Regions from separate parts of the Capsicum annuum genome. Here region 2 is linked to region 1. A link is a contact called in public Hi-C data. All regions are on one chromosome and are shown on one strand. Each heading gives the region's core, a stretch centred on a gene start, on an enhancer-like site or on the middle of the called end of the contact. The rest is flanking DNA. Distances are from core to core; before and after follow the strand shown. Region 1 has its middle 19 kb from the start of LOC107875886. Region 2 overlaps LOC107871344 (a long non-coding RNA gene).

Region 1 (3,424 bases), core at 404-2,903:
TGTTATTTCTTTTCTCTTTAATATTTGTTATGGAAAGAGGGAAAAAGTGTAACAACAACATATCTAATATAATTTCATAAAAAAAATTATGTAGAGTAGGGTATACATAGACCTTATTTTTACCTTAAAAGTGGAGAGATTGTATTCAAAGAGCCATCGGCTTAGAAAGATCATATAAAGCAATTCAGAAAAAACTAATAGCCGTACAAGAAATAGCAGATAATAACAGAATAATAATTGTATAACACAATAATATGATAGTCGAAATACAAGCAACAACAAATAATAACATAAATCAAAGGACAAGAAACTATCAGAGCAATAATATAAATACTAGTATGGCAGACAACGAGATGACACACTGCTCCTTACTAACCCTCTACCTTAATGTAGGTCCTCCACAACCTCTTATATACGATTATATACTCTCTAAGCTAAAATTGCATCATATTCTATCTAATCACCTCTTCCTTGTACTTTTTGATCTACTTATTCTACTAGCCCCTCACACCTCCTCACTGAGGCATTCGCAGTAATGGACCCACTTTGTCCAAAGAAATGTCAAGCGACACTGCTTCATCAAATTTTTTTTCTAAATCTACATATTAACTAGACACAAGAGATCGTACAAGCACGGGTCCAACATAAATTACTTTTCTGTCCCAATTTATGTGATTTTGTATGATCTTTAAAAATTTTAAATTGTTAATTGTTGTCATGCACTGTTTTTATCAAAGTTAAACAAAACATGACTTATGGACTCTAAAAGAATTAAAATTTGTATGGAGTCGCCACCTAGTTTTTAAGAAAGATAAAATAAAAAGCTATTTATTTGTTAATACGTGTGATTTATGTTTTAGTCTACAAAAATCAGTTTAGATTCTAGGTAAGAGTTCAAATTATTTCAAAGGGAAGAGGTTAGGTGCTCTTCAGGATCCGTAAATGTGGTAACCAGCTAGACTAAATTTATTAAAGAGATAGGAGGTAAGAAATTAATTTTTGAAAAATATAAGTATTAAAAATAATGTAAAGAATTACGTATAAATCTAGAGAAAAGACATCATTTCCCCTGTACTTGTCCGCACAACTTACTTTAGCACTTAAACTAAACTTCTGTTTATTTACCCCCTTAACATCTTTAAAATGTATTATTTTCACCCCTCAAACAGACGTAATTTTTTTTTAAAAAAAAAAGAAAAAAATCATGTTTTTTTTATTTAAAACTGATATAGTTGTTGACACCTAATTTTTAACCTTCCACAACTAAGTTTAATTCTGAATTTCTTCGGTTAAAAATAAAATTAAAATATTTATTTTATTGGATAAATTTCTTCTAAAAAATATTCATCTGAATAATTTTGTAATTTTAAGTAGCGGTTATACATTTTGTATGTATACAAGATCGTATAATTTTATTGCTTAAATTAATTTTCAATGAGATTAAAATTTAAATAAGTTGATTAAAATTGTAACTCGGGGCTATTTTAGCCTAACTTCCAACACCCCCTTTCAAATTTAATTAAACCAGGCCCTAACATTTAGGCTATTTATGAAATAGCCTAAAACAAAAAATCAGCCCAAACACCCCTTAACCGACCCAGCCCAGCAAAATCAACCGACCCGGCCCAACACATATCTCTCTCTTTGCCCTTCCTTTAACACGTGTCGTTAACAACAAACGTACAACAGAAAATAGCAACAGAATATGGACAACAACGTTATAAACCCAGCGAACACCATACCACAATTTCAACAGCAACTATAACGGCTTCAACGCAATCAACCACGGCGACCAGAACCCAGGCGCCCTTTTACTATTTTTGCCCCCCCCGTTCAGCCGTCTATGGCAAAAATTAAATGGGTTTCTTCTCTCTCAATCCTTGATTCATCATTTTCGGCAAGAAATTAATTTCCAACGGCCCTCCTTCTTGTCTCACTTTGGAATTCAAAATTCTTCAAAAATTCAACTCAATTAGATATGCATCTCAATTAGAAAATACCCCTTTTTAGAAGTTACATAATCTAAAGGCCGCCTTGTTCCCTAGTCCGTCTATGGATTATGTTTCAATTGTGGTACTGTGTAAATTCTTGTAATTTTGCCTAAATTTATTTGGTTTGGTACGGTGATAATTATTATCTTATTTTCTATGCATGAACTTCTGTTACGAGTCCATCGGACTCTATATCAACATCCACGGGGCCAAGTCCCAAAATCACTCGAGTCAAAACCTCAAGACCAAAGTCCCAAGAATAGACTAAGAGACAAGAAACTACGCGTGTATACAGCAGATATACAGTATAAAACGAGGAAGTGAAGTTGGCATACAGTTGGAGGACCCAAGTTATGTATACGTGACTGAAATACAGTCACATATACGTTGGATATACAGGAAAAACGTGGAGAAAACCGGGCTGGTATACAGCTGATGTACAATGCAGGAAAATGGACTGAAGCCCATAATTCCAAGCCCAAAAGTGGGCAGCTTTGTTGATGCCATAACTAAGGACCCAATTCTAATTCTAACTCTTGTATTATTTGTAGGGAAAAGGACATGGATTGACCATTTTAAAAAAAATGACCCACAATTGTAAAGGTGGACAACTTTAGCCCATCGGCTAAATTTATTTTCCTCTTTTAGCCATTTGCCCAGTTGACCACATGCAGTTTCTATTCTCAGTTGATACACTTTTATACATTATTGATACACTTTTATATTAGATTGATACACTTTTTAAAAAAGAAAGAGGGAATTCTATACCCAACTGATACTTTTTTAAACCACATTGATACACTTTTATAATAAGATAGAAGGGGAATCTATGCATATGCAATGTTCATATATCCAATTGATACTCTTTTATGTTAGATTGATATACTTTATACCATATTGATACACTTATATATTACATTGATACACTTTTTAAAAAAGAAAGAGGGGATCATATACCCAATAGATACTCTTTTATACCACATTAATACACTTCTACAACAAGATAGAAGGGGAATCTATGCATGCATATGCAGTGTTCATATATCCATATAGTCTTTGCAAGCATATACAATAGTTATTTTTTATTAATCGCCCAGCTAAGACAAATAACAATTTAAAAAAAAATAAAAACAATAAGTATATTTTTACTCTATAATTTGATACCAATAAATTTTACTTTTGTTACACTTTTCTATCGTAACAGCCAAAGCTTTCAAATCAAAACTGAAAAAGCAAAAATAATAAAAATTACTTTAGTGGAATGAGTTAAAGAAGCGCAGTTGTTTTGCTTGCTAACTATTTACCTGTATTAAAATGACTTAAGGAAGTGCAGTTTATCTTTACGGCTAAGTGAATCACTACTCACATTCAAGGAAACGGTCTAGTGAACCACTACCAGAATTCACAATAACACTCGTCAAAATCATTTTTCA
Region 2 (3,424 bases), core at 630-3,129, 68 kb after region 1:
GTCTAGTCTACATTTCAGCCATAGGAAATTGACTATTGTATTATTTGGTGTATTTCTTGGAGTAGCTTTCTTATGGTATTATTCGATGTGCTAATTTCTATTGTATGTTGTTCTTTTCCTATTCATACTATTACTATACCATGTTAAGGAATGTTAAAGAAAATAAAGAAAGAGGAAGAAAGAAAATGTGTTTCTGTTTACCTAAAATGCTCATTTCTGCAATGAAGCTTTGGTAGGAAAAAATGTGTATTTCAGCATATACATAATATGGTCGTTGTGCTCTCTTGATTTGTGCTTGGGAGTGGTAGAATGTATAAATTAGTCTGAAATGTTAACTGGAATTAATGGATTCGACAATACATTGGTAATGTCTTGGTTTTTGTATTTCTTAAATGATTTACCAAGTACTAGTCTGACTTCTCGTTTTGTTCAGTTCTTGTCTGAGGATGCACATATAATCTCTGAAGTTTTATAGGCGGAACTATTAAATCATCTATACCACTTTGTGGATAGGATGTATCCTCTGTATCCATTCATTGTAATTATATGTCATATAAAAGGCTGAGAAAATGGGAATTTTATGAATTGAAAAGTGAGAGCAGCATGATATTATCGTGAAATATAATGCTAAGGCACATCCTTACTCCTTTGAAGGATATCAACTGATAGGAGAAAAAACTTCATTTTGCCAAAGTTCTAGCAAGGATCTGCCAAAATAGTCAATTTTTTAAAGTTTAGTGAAGAATCTTCTGACATAGTTATTATTTGACCTCTATAGCAGCAACGGCCAAAATACCACTTGGCCAGAAAGTTTCCTGAGATGGAAATTTAAAGCAAAGAAGTAGATGAAATATTTTGCACTGGAAATAGGTAAATTAGGAGAGCTCCATTCTTGTAGATCTGTATCCAGATAGTTATTAATTCCTTTTCTATTTGGGTTAAGAGTGATTTTGTTAGTCCAACTGTAATTGCCACATACTACTAGGTCAGAAAATTTCCAAACATGAAAATGTTTAGGGCATAAATTACATTATATTTTCTTGTTCAATCTGCATAAGATAGTATGTGTCAATTTTTGAGTCTTCAAATCATTCTTACCCAACATTATCTGAGTTCTGAGTAGTAGTTCCTGGTTTGTTTCTAGTAAGCAATGGTCATTGCTAGAACGTTAAGGTTCTTTACGTGGGTCAGTTTGCTTTTTTGAATAAGGAAACATAGGAGGAACTAATTTTACTGCCCAAATTTTGACATCCTGTTGTTTGCAGATTCGCGCTGGCACTCAACCTGGCAAAAAAGTTGTCCTAAAAAAGAAAGGTAACAACTTGAAATTACCTTTGTATCAATTTACAGTCCGTTGTGTAATAAACAAATAACTACGTAGTTCGCAAGGCCTGCCAGCTTCTCAAATCATTTTTCTTTAGTGTACACCTAGTTAGTTACCTTTTTTGACTCTCAAAACATTATAAAATTTCTATTCGAGTTTATAATACTTCTGTGTGCTTGTGCAGGAATAAAAGGACGGAATTCCTACTCATTTGGAGATTAGTTTGTCCACTTTAATGTCAACATTCCCACGTAAATTCCCTTTGTGTAAAATGTGGAAATGACTGTCAATTACTGCACTTTTTACTATCCTAGACTCTTTTCTAAGCCTAATCTTGAGAAAAGTAGGAGGTTTTATAGTTTGGTGGCCTCTAAATTAATTCTTAATACATCTACTGGACACCTGTGAAGCTTCCTGTATATTCTTCGATCTAATAATTAAATTTGCAACTTGGGTGCGGAAACTTGACACCAAGACAACGTCAATTGATTGAGGAGTTTGCCAAAGAAGAGAAAGGGGAATACGATAAAGGGGCTTCAGCAGGAGCCTCGAGGTGAGGGCACAGTACACGAGGTAGGTTAGGGGATATAGACGCAAATTAAAGTTGTACTATCACGTATTCTTTCTCATGGGCTCGGAAACTTAGCCAGAGCAATTTTGCGGTTTGGTCATCACCACTCCTTGCTTATTTTGATTCTGTTTCATTTGATGGTCTTTTCGTGTTGCCTATGGCAATTTGGATGATTATAGTTACATATTTTAGTTATCCTTTCGATTTATTCAGTTTTGGCTGTCTTATATGTTCATTAATTTTTCTTGTTCCATCTTAAATTTATACAGGTTTGTATAAAATGAATCAATAAGAGCCTTCAAAAAATAGCAAAAGAGCAAAGAACAGGACGTTTAGTAAACCTGGATCGTTATCAGTCATGGCAAATAGAAAATGAAAATGACGTATGCTGGCAACACAGAAAACTGTTCAAGCTATACGATCGGAGAAAGAGAATCTTCTAAAGTTAATTGAACAAAAGAAGCCACAAGCAGCACCACCAACATCACCATCTAGCAAATTGAACAATCTGTAGTGGAGCACCATGTTGTAGAGATGCAGAGAATGAGCAACATGTAGAGGATCAGGTCCAAATGACAGATTCAGCCACTCCTACAACAACTGAACATTCTGATGCGCAAGGTAATATATAGCTTAGAAACTTATTGAATTCGTTCATGACCTCTGATTTCTTCTATTTTTTATAGCTGAAGGGCCTTCAACTAGCAAAACAAGATGCAAAACACAAATGCACAAGGTATATGGCCGGCAAGAGAAAAAATTGACCATATTAAACCAGAATAACCAACCTATTGGTCCTACAGATGAAGTTGTAACCAAGTTGGGAAGCTTTCTAAGGACATTGGCAAAGAAAGCGACCCTTGCCCATTAGATATATTTGATTGGAGACATATGGATACTATACAGGAGTTATGGGAGCATACCCAGGTTTGAGTTCTGAATATTTGATATATTTTTAGTTGACTGGTTCATTATATATTTGATATATTTTCAGTTGAGTGGTTCTGTGTTAATGAATGTGGTGGCTGCATTTTCTAGCTTTATCAGCTTTTTTGTGTTGTTTATGTTGACATTTGAATATCAAGATACATATCATTATTTCTATCTGAATAGAAACTACTTGTAAGCAAAATATGATATTCCTGATGCCGTAGAAAACTGGGTTTTGGAAAGAATTTGAGAATCTTGGAGAAATCATAGAGTTAAGTTGAAGAGAAATCATTACGATCCATATGAAGATGATGAAGTTCGATTGAAGAAAAAGCCCGATAGTTTTCTAATTTGTCAATTTAAAAATCTCCTCGTGTATTGGAAGTCCGAAAAATTTCACGTAAAATGTATTTTACCATCGGCAATCATATTACTGTTATTGTTGTAGATGGAGTCCTTTATTACTATAGTTACCGTTACTGATTCATTTTTTTAGAAAATGTCCAAAACCAATACTGAGAATTGGAAGAAGCTGTTGAATCCACACAATATTGGGAAGAAGAGTTTTGCTTTAGTTCACAACAAATTGGTGTGTTCTC

The links. Hi-C and Micro-C count contacts between places; a contact is called where the count stands out from the background.
Region 2: a contact with region 1 is called in a Hi-C map of leaf, with 3 times the contacts expected there. The contact joins two enhancer-like sites. A contact is called at or near these places in 3 of 5 Hi-C or Micro-C datasets (leaf and placenta).

The regions. Positions count from the first base shown.
Region 1 is chr1:28,930,013-28,933,436 of UCD10Xv1.1, forward strand. No RefSeq gene overlaps it. Among protein-coding and RNA genes, the nearest start is that of LOC107875886, 19 kb to the right of the region's middle. Within about 2 kb of position 1,654, at least 5 of the 5 cell types and tissues checked have an H3K27ac peak or open chromatin away from gene starts, as enhancers often do. A contact at or near this core is called in leaf, where this site is marked.
Region 2 is chr1:28,997,977-29,001,400 of UCD10Xv1.1, forward strand. It overlaps LOC107871344 (a long non-coding RNA gene), which reads left to right. Exons shown (of 8, transcript XR_007052960.1): 5 at 1,266-1,314; 6 at 1,509-2,516; 7 at 2,582-2,822. Among protein-coding and RNA genes, the nearest start is that of LOC107871344, 16 kb to the left of the region's middle. Within about 2 kb of position 1,880, at least 1 of the 5 cell types and tissues checked has an H3K27ac peak or open chromatin away from gene starts, as enhancers often do. A contact at or near this core is called in leaf, where this site is marked.